Regions from separate parts of the Mus musculus genome. Here regions 1 and 2 are each linked to region 3. The links are chromatin contacts, called in public Hi-C maps. All regions are on one chromosome and are shown on one strand. The core of a region is the stretch at or near the end of the contact, and the rest is flanking DNA. Distances in the headings are between cores, read along the strand shown. Region 1 overlaps Chrm3 (cholinergic receptor, muscarinic 3, cardiac). Region 2 overlaps Chrm3 (cholinergic receptor, muscarinic 3, cardiac). Region 3 has its middle 77 kb from the start of Gm40665.

Region 1 (4,474 bases), core at 1,129-3,628, 340 kb before region 3:
AGACACCAGAGATCATCCTCTGGTCTACATATGTATGCACATGCATGAAACAACATTTATGTGACCCTGCTTATTCACATACTATGTGTACATGCAAAACAATAACCAGTGCCTGGTGCCTCCTGTGTCCAACTAGTGGTTGAGCAAAATTTTATCTGAGCTTGCCCATGACTCTTCAAACTTCTAAAACTCTTCTCCCCTTTACTTGTCTACGTGGCTCTTTGGTTTTATAGTTTGACTCTTCTTAGAGTACAGTGTCAGTCTTTTCTGGTATTTTATTAGCATTGACATCAGATTCATTGCAACACACTTAGTTACTTTTCTATTGCTATGATAAGACATCATGCCCAAGACAACTTAGAGTAGAAAATTTAAATTGGGGTTTACAGTTCTACAGGGTTAGAGACTGTCATGATGAGAGCAAGGTAGCAGGCAGGGTGGTATGTCACTGAGGAAGTAACTGAGAGATTGCATCTTAAAATACAACCATGAGGCAGAGGGTGGGGGAGGGCTTTTGAAGCTTCATAGTGTGCTTTCAGCAACACATCAACTCCAACAGGGTCATACTTTCTAATCCTTCCCAAATAGTTCAACCAACTGGGGACCAAGCATTCAGATATATGATCCTTTGGAGCCATTCTCTTTCAAGCCACTGCACAAACATCTGATAGTTTTACTCTCTGTGTGTATCTTCAATAGCCAAACCCTCTTTGTTTTGAAGATACAGACGTATTTCCAGTAGAGATAAGAAGTGTTTTTTTATACACATAGTGAGATAAACCTCACATGTACCCAATATGAGTCCTTGACCAGCACCCCACACAATCCAACATTTTCAAATCTTCAATCAGTGAACATGGATGGTAAACTAATCCATGTCCTCTGACCTAGAAGGCCTTCCCCTTCTCTTCTACCTTGATTATGTCTCATCACACTTAACATTCTGATCAAAAATGCCTTGTGAAAGAGTTCCGAGTCACCTGAGTCAGTCCCTTTGTTTATTTTACTATCTAGTAGATAAAATGGAATAATGCACTCTTTGTATGTTTGTCCTGCTGTAATAAGTAACCCAGAGTAGAGCCATTCACAGTGTAGGGGGAGCAGGGGAAGGGGGAGGGGATAGGGGATTTTTGGAGGGGAAACTAGGAGAGGGGATAACATTTGAAATGTAAATAAAGAAAATATCTAATAATAAAAGGAAAAAAGGAGGGGATTCGTTAGTTTTGTACCTAGAAATTTCCAAGACATCTACCAATGTTCCTTTACCAACACTACCTTTCTTTCTCCTTATGCTTACTGGACCACTAATATAACCCTCCCCCACCCCTGCAAGACTCTTTCCCATCACTTTCCCTTTAAAATCCTTTCCATAAGTCTATGGGTTTTATAGTCTGTGAAAAGGTCTTATTAACTAAGCACTCTATCTCCATATTCTCAGTCTAGTAGAAAGGCACTAATAAATAGCAAAAGCTCTGGACTGGGTCATGATTGTAGAGTTTCATCCCTATTAGATGATATCTAAAGCAAGTATTCCATAAGGGCTTCCCACAGGATTTTTCAACAATCACTTGAAAACTCATTCTAATATTTTTGATTAGTAATGACTTGAGTTTCTGTTAAATTTGACCACATAAAGCACAAGTCTCCTAACTACTTCATTATTAAATCAAAAATATTTTTGTTGGATTCCAACAATGCCCTGTTTAGCCACTATATCAGACTTAATATTGAAATTTTGAAGAGCTGATTTTAGATGTGAAATGTCACTCATGACCTTTCAGGAAAGTATAAAGATAATTTCAGAGGGGTGTAATGGTTTTGCCACAAAAAAAAAAAAATAGAGGTTTCTGATGTCTGTAGGACGATGACCAACCTTTCTTCTATCTGGATTGATTCAATTGGTAGCACATCATTAGAGTACCAGGGAACCTGTACCAGATCAGGGTGTTTTTCTTATAAAAGATTTCTACAAAGGCAGGGGTGATAGCACAGTAGAGGAAATCACAAGAACCCAAGTTTGAATCCCCATCCCTGCTAGCTACCTAGGAAGGCAGCTGTGGTCACATACTTGCCTGTAGCCTGTAACATCAGGCCTGCAGGTTCTGAAACAGGATTGCTAAGGCTGCAAGCAAGTCTCAGCAATCCAGTTCAGTGAGAGTCTGTCTTATGGAATAATGCAGAGACTGATGGAACAGAACACCCCCAGTGCACTAGAAGATACACATCTGCATAGGACTACAGTCAGTGCACTTGTAAAACACACCCCAAAACTGTTTCTAACTTTAAATAGACATGAAACCAACATAGTGGGGGCTCTCTTTGTGGTGACTAATTCTGTGGAGAGCTAAGTAGACATTGGACAAGAGGCTATTTATAGGAAACTAATTTAAAGTAGAAACAAAGAGTTGTGAGAAATGAGGATATCCTGCATTTAAAGAAGTAGAAGTAGAAGTAGAAGTAGAAGTAGAAGTAGAAGTAGAAGTAGAAGTAGAAGTAGAAGTAGAAGTAGAAGTAGAAGTAAAAGTAAAAGTAGAAGAAGTAGAGGAGGAGGAGGAGGAAGAAAAGAAGAATGTTGGAGTAATTTACTATTCTGGGACATCCAGCTGCTGTTTGAGCTAAAGCATTCCTCTTTAGCATGAGCATGGTAATAGACAGGAAATAGATCAAAACCATGGTAAGCTTCCTGGAAGCCAGCTCTGCAAAGATTTAATAGCGGGGGGGGGGGAGGGAGAATGAGTGTGTGTGTGTGTGTGTGTGTGTGTCTGTGTGTGTGTGTGTGTGTGTTGAGCTATGAGCTAAATTCTTAGCAGTCTTTAATATTTCTCACTTTACTCAATTGGACTGAAGAATTACAAATTGAATAAGCTTGCCAGAAAGTGGATCTCTGCCCACATTATGAAGAGCAGATAAAGCAAATTGAAATCAGAGTTTAAAATTAATTTTGCAAAATAATGACCATTTTAGTTAAACATTGAAAAATAAGCCAGAAGTCTAATGTCAAGTAGAATTTTTTTTAAATTAGGTATTTTCTTCATTTACATTTCCAATGCTATCCCAAAAGTCCCCCAAACCCTCCCCCCTCAACTTCCTTACCCACCCACTCCCACTTCATGGCCCTGGTGTTCCCCTGTACTGAGGCATATAAAGTTTGCCAGACCAAGGGGCCTCTTTTCCCAATGATGGCCAACTAGGCCATCTTCTGCTACATATGCAGCTAGAGTCAAGAGCTCCGGGGGGGGGGGGGTACTGGTTAGTTCATATTGTTGTTCCACCTATAGGGTTGCAGATCCCTTTAGCTCCTTGGGTGCTTTCTCTAGCTCCTCCATTGGGGCCCCTGTGTTCCATCCAATAGCTGACTGTGAGCATCTACTTCTGTGTTTGCCAGGCACCGGCATAGTCTCACAAGAGACAGCTATATCAGGGTCCTTTCAGCAAAATCTTGCTGGTGTATATAATGGTGTCAGCGTTTGGAGGCTGATTATGGGATGGATACCCAGGTGTGGCAGTCTCTCCATCCTTTCGTCTCAGCTCCAAACTTTGTCTCTGTAACTCCTACCATGGGTGTTTTGTTCCCAATTCTAAGAAGGGGCAAAGTGTCCACACTTTGGTCTTCGTTCTTCTTGAGTTTCATGTGTTTTGCAAATTGTATCTTATATCTTGGGAATTCTATGTTTCTGGGCTAATATCCACTTATCAGTGAGTACATATCATGTGAGTTCTTTTGTGATTGGGTTACCTCACTCAGGATGATGCCCTCCAGGTCCATCCATTTGCCTAGGAATTTCATAAATTCATTCTTTTTAATAGCTGAGTAGTACTCCATTGTATAAATGTACCACATTTTCTGTATCCATTCCTCTGTTGAGGGACATCTAAGTTCTTTCCAGCTTCTGGCTATTATAAATAAGGCTGCTATGAACATAGTGGAGCATGTGTCCTTCTTACCAGTTGGGACATCTTCTGGATATATGCCCAGGAGAGGTATTGCTGGATCCTCCATTAGTACTATGTCCAATTTTCTGAGGATCTGCCAGACTGATTTCCAGAGTGGTTGTACAAGCTTGCAATCCCACCAACAATGGAGGAGTGTTCCTCTTTCTCCACATCCTCAAATGTGGACTACAAAAGCTACACAGCTTCTGGGGCAGACCCTGTTTCAGGCCTTCATCTTCTGCCAGGAGGCAGGTCTGAATGCCAGATATCTGTGCACCTTCCCTGCAAGAGGAGAGCTTGCCTGCAGAGAGTACTCTGACCACTAAAACTCAGTAAAGTAGGATTTTTACTACATTTATAACACTGGATATGATTTTTTTTCCTAAATAAGTATTGGTCCACTTCTGTGAACTAGTAGTTGGGAATCTCCAAATAATGGACAATATTATACAGCATACAAACATATATATACACACACACACACATACATACACACACACTCACTCACACACACAGAGACAGACAGACAGACAGACAGACA
Region 2 (4,799 bases), core at 1,213-3,712, 380 kb before region 3:
CCAGCATATTTCCTTCTCAGCTTCATGAACTTTTTATTGCCCTGCCAAGAGCCCCTAAGCCAGGATTCCCTACCCATCCACGCTGCAACTTAAACCACCTTAATCTTGTGTGGTCGTTTGGAGGTAGCCACAGCTGCTGTGAGCTCACTTGAGCAACAGCTGTGTTTGCCCAGAAGGTAGTACTTCTCAGAGCACCTCTCCATTCAATGGGTTTTACATTCTTTCTTCCCCTTCTTCCATGATGTTGCTAGAGCCTGGAGGATGTGCAGTTGATATCGATGTTCCATCTATGGCTGCATGCTCACAGTCACCCATTCTCAGCACTTTGAACAATTGGGGGTCTTTGCATTCACTACTGCCCTCTACAAAAAGAAACTTCTCTGACCACAGTCGAGAGCAACACAGATCTGCTACCTGGGGTTGCACAACCCTATATTTGCTAGTTGCTTGTAGGATTCAGGGCTTGCATCTGGGACTTCACTAAACGAAGGGAACTCCTTGAGCTCTAGAGACAGCCCATACCTTTAAATCACCAGTAGTCTAACTGCACCGATGTCTAGAGACTTTGGGAAACAGCTGCAATGAAAGAGAGTCTGTGAAGCAGAGATGAGCTGAAGCTCATTGCTCAGGCTGTCATCTCTGTCCTGTGCACACCAATGCCATCATTATTTAGCAAGAACTGCAGAACTCAAACTTGATTACATCATGTGAAAGGCAGTTATTAGTCCCACCACCCAGATCCCAATGTCCTTCTTCCTTCCTGTCCCCCTCCCTGTCTTTCTGCTGATGGTCATTCTGTTTTCAGTGTCCAGTCTTTCTTCAAGTGCTGTAGCTTCATGTACTAACTTCCACTCCAAATCCCTATCACACAGATCTGAGTCCAAGAAGCTGTTATAACTAAGGTTCCTTCGTGAGTGAGCTGACAGATGCCCCAGGGAAAGCAGATCAGGGGTCCTTACAGAATCTGTTTCCAGCTTCACCTCCACAGTTAGGTCTGACCTTTCTTTGCTTTAGGTAGACCTCCATAGGACATTGGGAGATGTCTCTGTGTCCCACACTCATACTCATGTCATTGATGTATCTTTTGGTATTGGAGGGATGTAACATTTTGAGTTATATTTCTGAAACTTTGTCTTTGACAACAAAATCCAGATTTATGAAGTTAATCCAATATCAATGTATTTTCAAATGATATATTTTTACATTTTTCAATGTATATAATATAAATGTACTTGATAACAATGATGGTACTGTAAGAAAATTGCCATCATAACATGATCCTATGCCCTATAGCTCTTTACTCTGTAGCGTCATTTGTAGCTTTGTTATTATATTATTTCCCAAATAATACCATTTATTGTTAATCCTGTCATTTTCTGTTTTTCATATGCTTTCTAAGATTTCTAACGATTATAATTTTTGAGTTATATATAAATGTGACTTTTTTTCCATTTTTATTAGGTATTTAGCTCATTTACATTTCCAATGCTATACCAAAAGTCCCCCATACCCACCCACCCCCACTCCCCTACCCACCCACTCTCCCTTTTTGGCCCTGGCGTTCCCCTGTACTGGGGCATATAAAGTTTGCAAGTCCAATGGGCCTCTCTTTCCAGTGATGGCCGACTAGGCCATCTTTTGAAACATATGCAGCTAGAGTCAAGAGCTCCGGGGTACTGGTTAGTTCATAATGTTGTTCCACCTATAGGGTTGCAGATTCCTTTAGCTCCTTGGCTACTTTCTCTAGCTCCTCCATTGGGAGCCCTGTGATCCATCCATTAGCTGACTGTGAGTATCCACTTCTGTGTTTGCTAGGCCCCAGCATAGTCTCACAAGAGACAGCTACATCTGGGTCCTTTCAATAAAATCTTGCTAGTGTATGCAATGGTGTCAGCGTTTGGATGCTGATTATGGGGTGGATCCCTGGATATGGCAGTCTCTACATAAATGTGACTTTTTAACGATTTGTTGTTATTTATATATACATATATATGTGTGTGTGCGTGTATGCGAGTGCGCGCGCGCGTGTGGTGTGTGTGTGTGTGTGTGTGTGTGTATGGTGATGGGGAAATATGTGCCTTATAAGTTTAGGTACCATGGGAGGCAGGAAACATTGGATATTGAAGCCCCTGGAGCTAAGAGTTACTGGTGGTTGTAAGCTGCTGGATGTTGGTGCTGGAATCTGAACTCAGGTCCTCTATAATAGCAATATGTGCTTCAAATTGCTGATCCATCTCTCCAGCATATGTGTGTGTGTGCATATAAAATTATAAATGTGTGTATACAAATTTCTGTGTGACTTTTAATAAATTATAAAATTCTTTCTAATGATTTATGATATGAATGAATCTAATTAGTCATTGGTTACAACACTGACAGCAGTGACAGACACTGTTCAAGGCACTGGAGAGTCATTGTGGACAGACTTCCTGGTTTCAGGGTTCCAGCAATTGTTGAAGAGCTATCATGCTACTTCCTCTTTCAATAAGAGTTGAGTTTTGTGAATGAAAATGACAGTTAAAACCACACCCTGAGTGACAGTTCACTATGACATAACTTATTAAAAAGTATTTAGTCTTACTGTGGAAGGCAGTTTTAGGAAGACTGAATGGCAAGCACAGACAGTTCTCATATGGTACCTATCCCAAGGCAACCAACCACAAGCATGCCCACCAGCCCCATCCCAAACCAAGTACAGTGCTTGTTATAACCGACAAACCTTTGTCAACACATCATTGCTATTAAAAATCCATAGCTTACATTAGGGTTCTGTGTATGTGTGTGTGTGTGTGTGTGTGTGTGTGTGTGTGTGTGTGTGTGTACATCTATGCATATGCACATGAAATCCATAGTACAATTTTAAATGTCATTATTCAGTTGCTATCCATCTTGTTTGACAAAATGCTTGTTTGACACTACTCTGGAGCTCACCAAGTCGTCTAGACAGGCTGGCTGACCAACCTCAGGGTTCTGCCTGCCTCTACCTCCCACCTCTGGGATTTCAAATGCTCATCAGAGCACCTGGCTTGTTTCCCCATTTATTATTATTGATACATACATACATACATACATACATATGTAATATATGCCTAAACATGTAAATATAACCTGTTCAGTGAATTTTGTCTTACTTGTATGAGTTTTGAACTGACCATTTGATATTATATAATCAATTAGGGGACTCATCCCTAGATGAGACTGTTTCTCCCACCCTCAGCATTCCTTAGTCATCTGTAGTTCTATGTCTAGGTTTGGGGCATCCTAAGATTTCCCCTTCCATGTCTATTGGTGGTATCCTTGCCACTCTTATTTAGGCAGCCGTGGAGTAGCAGAGTTGAAGCTTCCCCATCATTCCTAGGAGGCACAGTTGACTCATAATTTTTTGAACCCCTCTTTCATGATGTTCCTTGAACCTTGGGTACAGGAATTGATGGCACAGGGCTTATTATGTGAGTTTTGGGAGTCCAAGGTCAGATTTATATATTTGAAGACAAGCACCTTACCATCTGAGCTATCACTTCAGCCTGGGCTTTACTCGCATTAAACTTGTAGTCCTAAGGGTTTTTACAAAGGTTCAGAGTCAATTACCCAACATCACAGTGTCATAGAGAGTAGTCCCACTGCCCAACGGTCATTTATACTTTGCTTCTTTACCCCTTTCTCTTTCCTCTTCTCCTTAACCCTAGCTATGCTTACCTCCTTACTGCCCCTGGCTTCCTTTAGTTTTGTCTCTTCCACAATGCACACAGATGGAGTCTTAACAACAAGCAGTCTTTTAGGATTGGCTTCTTTCACTTCCCAATATTCATTGGAGTATCTTCCTTTTTTTTTCATGACTCAATAGCTCATTTAATTTTAGAATGGAGCAAATTTCCATTGTCTGAAAGGTACCACATTTTATTTACTCATTCACCTACTGAAGAACATCTTGTTGCTCCCAAGTTTTGGCAGATATGATTAAAACTGCTATAAACATCTGTGATCTGCTTCACGGGGACCTAAGTTATCCCTGGTTTGGATGAGTGCCAAGGAGTGCAATCGCTGGATCATATGGTTAGGCTATGTTTAATTTTGTGAAACACAGTGAAATTCTGTTCAATATAAGCTGAGCCATTTTAAGTTCCACTAGCAATTCTCCGTCAGTAGAGTCCTATTGGGATTTCGTGATGTCAGTGTTTTAGAGGTGGGCTGTCCCATTAGGTGTGTCTTCTGTTCCTTAATTTTTAAGCCCTTTTCAATTTTTTATTTCATTTTTCTGTGTGTTAGTATTTTTGGCTACATGTATGTATATCACAACATGTCTTCAGTGGTCAGAGAATGTGTCATATTCCCGGGAATTGTGATATGTGAATGATTGTGAGTCACTGTGTGGCTCCTGGGAACCAAACCAGGTGTCCTCTCTATGACAAACAAGAGCTTTTAATCAATAAGCCATCTCTCCATCCCCAGTTTATTCCTTAAGGCCATGTGAGTTTGAATATGTTTTCCTGTGTTGACATGCCATTTGCACATATTCTTGGCTGAAGAGTCTTGTTAGGTGTCTGTCTTATGTTGTAACTTGATTATTTTCTTACCCTTTTCTCATGGTTGGGATTTCAGAGTCCTTTGCATAGTTCAGATGACAATCCTCTAACAGGTGTGTGCTCCACAAATGTTCTTTCCTAGTTTGTGTGTTACCTTCTCTTCTTGGCAAGGTCTTTGCAGAGTGAGCATCTTTATTTTTAGCAAAGCTTTACCTATCAGTTACCTCTCCCAAGGATCATGTTTTGGGTGTTATGGATAAATATTAACAGTTGAGT
Region 3 (4,430 bases), core at 1,378-3,877:
AAAGAATTGCACTTGAAAAAGCATTACTTCAAAATTGAGTTCTTTCCATTGTGACAACTGAATTTTGCATCATCCTTTGAATTGCCTCAAGTGCACCATGTTCTCTCTGGGGGAGGGGCCTGCTGCTCTCATTCTCCTGGCTGCTGTATTGTTGGGTTTCTTCTTTTCCTTCTGCTGGGTCTGTGTGGGGAGTGGGTGGGGTGGGGGGTGGGAGGGCTGTGGAGAACCCTTCCCTTGTGCAGGGCATCCATCTGTGTTGTGAACCCAGAGCTGGGGCCAAAGCTGCTTTTGTATTCAGTGTGAGGTGGTGTTTACAGCCAACTTTGACATCAGTGGGTGTGTTCTCAGTGGTGTGTCTGTACCTGAACTATTTAATGTTGTGTCATGTTTATATAAAGAATATTTATGCATACTTTACCATGTGTTTATTTAGTGTTGATAAATATGACTCCCTCTATTGTGGTACCCTTTGAGGTTGATTCTTTAGGGTCTACTCCAGCCATGACGAATGTCCAGTGAGCTTTTTCTGTGTGGCCAAGAAGAAGAAATCCATCACCTGGTTGCCATCTGAGAGCAGCTGAGTCCTTCCAGGTAGTAAGCCCTTGTCACTGAAAACCACTCTTTAGCTAACCCGATGTGACCCAACAAGGCAATGGTGTCTGGAACCACAGTGCAAGGAAGGAAAAGAAAATCCATGTCATAGTAGGATTTTCTTTTAATTCTTGGCCCTCATTTAAGCAATAGATCAAGGGAAACCTGAGACTATTTTTTCCTGTGTGAACTGATGTGCAAAAGCCACATTCTCCACCTGGGAAGCATCCGGTAAGCTATTGCATCTGTATTTTATTACTCGAGTTGGCCTGGCATTATTAAATATGTGGATTCTCATATAAGTCTCACTGTACACCTGTACATCAGTAATTCCAGTCTTCCTGGAAGCTCCCATTCTGTCCTCTTCCCCAAAGATCTCTTCCTTTTATTAAAAAAAAAAAAGTAGAAAACTCCTGAGTTTGAGCAAAAATTCAAGGGCAAACTGAGAGTCTACTTAAACAGTATTATCTCCAGCCTCTTGTCCAAGATGCCAATAGTTTAAAAACCACAAAACCCCTAAGATTCTAACTCTCCTTTTTTGCTAGCTACCAGGTTCATTATGATGAATAAGCCTCTTACAAGCAAAAGCTGCTTCTAATGTCTCTTGACTGTTTATGGAAAGGTATGTCCAACTGTTGGGTCATTTCAGAAAAGAAAAATAAACAAAATAGATTCTTTGGAAATGAAAAGCTTAGAGGTTTAGTTGAAGATGCAGTTGAGCATTTGTGACTGCATGCATTACATGGGCATTTCTCAAAATGGCTTGTCCTAGAGCAGGCATTCGGCATGCACTGAAGATCGTAATTTATCCCCTGCCTTAGAGTAGAACTACTCCATCCCGTAAGAATGAGACATTCAGAGATTTCAGGGTTATCCACTTTAATTGGGAGAGGAAAATAATTGAAGCTAAAGTATACCACATATGGAGACATTGAGAGAGCCTCTCGTTCCCTTCCCTCCCTCTCCTCCTCCTCTTTCTCTCCTTCTCTCTCCTCCCCCCTCTCCCTCCCTTTCCTTCTCCTCTCTCTGTCTGTCTCTCTGTTTGTCTCTCTGTCCGTCTCTCTCTTCTCTCTTCCTCTATCTCCCTCTTTGTGCCTCTGTCTCTGCAGTTTTCTGCCTCTCTGTGTCTTCCTCTTTTTCTCTAATCTTTCCACATCTTTCTGTGTCTCATGCTCACTTACATACACATACACACACACACATACACACACACATGCACACACACACACACATGCACACACACACATGCACATGCACACACACACACATGCACACACATACACACACACATGCACACACACAAACACATACACTGTCCTCCAGGCCTTGCCTATTTCCCTTGCTTTAGTCTTTCTTACCTACCCTTTACCCTATGGTCTTGCTGTTCTAATTCTCTATTGCTCTGAGCCCCTTTTGACCCTAAGCCTAGCCCAGCTCCCATTTTTAGTCACCTTTTAATATGTATTACTTCTAGACTCTTAGAGAAAGAAAACAAAGAATTAAGCATTGAACATGTGAAAGATTAATGAATGACCTAGAAGACTTGTCAACTCCCTTTGCTAATCTTCCCATACTGCAGTGGGCAGAGCTTACATGCAGCTGGTGAAAGGGGAACTTAACATGAGATCAGCTGAAAAGGCGACTGGTCATCCCTGCCCTGGGGAGAGAAAAAGGATTTCCAATCTAGAAGCAAAGGCTGGTGTACCCTAGGGTGATATGAAAGAGGAACCCAGGGTGAAACAGGGATGTCTGACTTCCCCAAGTGGAGATGAGTCAGAGATGGGGACACTGAGCTCAAGTGGTAACTTGTTTGGCATGCACAAAGCCCTGGGTTCAATGCCCAACGTTGTGTAAATCAGGTACAGTGTACGTGCCTGCAATCCCAGCACTAGGAGGTTGAAGCAGGAGGAACAGAGATTCAGGGTCATCTTTTGCTACATGCAGAATTCAAAGGCCAGCCTAGCATACATCAGATTCTGTCTCAAGATGTACAAAAATGAAAGAAAAAAAGAGAGAGAGAGAGAGAGAGAAGGGCATACATACCCACAGGAAGTTAGATGGTTTGTTCTTGGAGCTGAGTCCTGTGTCTCTTTCTGTCAGGTCTGGTCACATGTCCTCAGACACACCTGTCAGATCATGCAAACTCTCTGGATTCCCTCCCAATGTTCAAACTAACACTTCTAGCCCACTTCCTGGTGTCAAACAAGTCACGTTGAAGAGCAAAGTGATCAATTACGGCAATGAACATACCCAGCAGACCACTGGACGTTCCAAGCTTTAAATACCCAGAAAGGTATGTGTTTTGATACCTCAAAGGAATGTGAAGAACTCTTTTTGTTTTGCACTTATTTGGTATATGTGTGCAAACATGCCACAGCAGGCATGTGGAGATCAGAGGGCACTTCAGAGGAGTCCATTCTCTCTTCCCACCATGTCGGTTCCAGGGATCACTCAGGTCATTAGACTTGGTGGGCAGCATCTTTAGCCACTGAGCCATGCCCATGGCCAGAATGTAGAGAGCTGCCCAGGCTTGTCCGAAGACCAGCGATCTCAGTCTCAAAGGTCCCTTGCACCATAAATTGCTCACCCTCCTTACCTCAGCGGGCCTCACAGAGTCCCCAGGTAGCAGGAGCTGCTTCTGGTTTTGTGGTGGAATTCCTCACAGGACTATAGCCACCAAAAGACTTATCTTTTTAAAAATCGAGATCACCTTCTTCTCAACCTAAACTGAGCATTTTCTAATACTTCTCCTGAGAGAGAAGTCTGTATTTTTATTCAATGCAGGGTGAGGCAGATCTATCTGGTAACAGTTCCAGCTTATCCTAGGCTCAAGGGCAACTTTACTGCCTCTCTAAGAACTTAAGTCACACATACTGTTGTTTTCCTGCCTCTAAATGGTCAGCTTCTAAGGACTGAGGACTGCTTGCCTTAGTAGCAGTGCTTGCCTTGGAAGAGAGACCCAGCCCAAAGGCAGGCGTGGTGTGAGCCGAGGCAGAAGCATTCTCCCGGGCTTGCTAGCCTCAGTCTCGCCAATTTGGGGGACTCTAAGCCAATGAGAGACACTGTCTCAAACAAGGTAGACAGACTTCCTGAGGATGATAAGTGAGGTTGTACTCCAGCCTCATACATACATACACACACACACACACACACACACACACACACACACACACACACGTGTACATGCACCTACACATACATGCATAAAAATAAGTAGGGCTGTGGATAAATAAATTGCTCAATAGGTAGAGTCACATGCTACCAAGCCTGATGACTTGAGTTAGATCCCCAGAACCTGTATGGTGGAAAGAGAGGACTGATTCCCATTGGTTGCCCTCTGATTTCTACACACATGCTATAGCAAGTGCACACACGTGCAAACCAATGTGTACCCAGGCTGTAGTTTCACCAATAGCCTCTCCTGGGCTCTTTTCCTGGTGCAAAACTTCAACTTTTCTCTATGATACCTTCTGTCCTGGGGATCCCACTGCTCCTCTGACTGCAGCTGCACCAATGGCCTCTCCCAGTGCCAAGTCTCAGCTGCTCTCCATGACCCCGTCATACCTCCAAACCAATACCACCTGAGTGGAGAGGGCCTGGGGACCATATAAACATGGGCTTTCTCACTGTGCCCGTGGCAGGTCATTGGGTTCACTTAACACGTCCTTAGATGTCATTGGTCTTGGCTGGGAACTTACTGCTTGAGAGTCTTGTATCCTTTCCTACAAGCAGTTAGACCTGTTTCTCCTCCAGTCCAAAAGCAACTTTAGCCTCCTATGCACATAGAGGCTCCTCCTATGGAGGGTTCACGCTTGGAACTTAGTAGAGAACACAGTTTA

Evidence for each region. Hi-C and Micro-C count contacts between places; a contact is called where the count stands out from the background.
Region 1: a Hi-C map of bone marrow-derived macrophages shows a contact between it and region 3, with 22 read pairs. The contact joins two enhancer-like sites. A contact is called at or near these places in 3 of 484 Hi-C or Micro-C datasets (bone marrow-derived macrophages and cerebral cortex).
Region 2: a Hi-C map of bone marrow-derived macrophages shows a contact between it and region 3, with 25 read pairs. The contact joins two enhancer-like sites. A contact is called at or near these places in 1 of 39 promoter capture datasets (the C10 cell line), 7 of 484 Hi-C or Micro-C datasets (bone marrow-derived macrophages, cerebral cortex, embryonic stem cells and 4 more), 3 of 115 datasets of contacts at active chromatin or transcription factors (bone marrow-derived dendritic cells, bone marrow-derived macrophages and heart atrium) and 1 of 9 other capture datasets (liver).

What each region holds. Positions count from the first base shown.
Region 1 is chr13:10,208,890-10,213,363 of GRCm38.p6, reverse strand. All of the region lies in intron 2 of Chrm3 (cholinergic receptor, muscarinic 3, cardiac), which reads left to right. Among named protein-coding and RNA genes, the nearest start is that of Gm26861, 150 kb to the left of the region's middle. Within about 2 kb of position 2,378, at least 12 of the 459 cell types and tissues checked have an H3K27ac peak or open chromatin away from gene starts, as enhancers often do. A contact at or near this core is called in bone marrow-derived macrophages, where this site is marked.
Region 2 is chr13:10,250,929-10,255,727 of GRCm38.p6, reverse strand. All of the region lies in intron 1 of Chrm3 (cholinergic receptor, muscarinic 3, cardiac), which reads left to right. Among named protein-coding and RNA genes, the nearest start is that of Gm26861, 110 kb to the left of the region's middle. Within about 2 kb of position 2,462, at least 41 of the 459 cell types and tissues checked have an H3K27ac peak or open chromatin away from gene starts, as enhancers often do. A contact at or near this core is called in bone marrow-derived macrophages, where this site is marked.
Region 3 is chr13:9,871,473-9,875,902 of GRCm38.p6, reverse strand. It overlaps a transcript of Chrm3 not described here. Among named protein-coding and RNA genes, the nearest start is that of Gm40665, 77 kb to the right of the region's middle. Within about 2 kb of position 2,627, at least 52 of the 459 cell types and tissues checked have an H3K27ac peak or open chromatin away from gene starts, as enhancers often do. A contact at or near this core is called in bone marrow-derived macrophages, where this site is marked.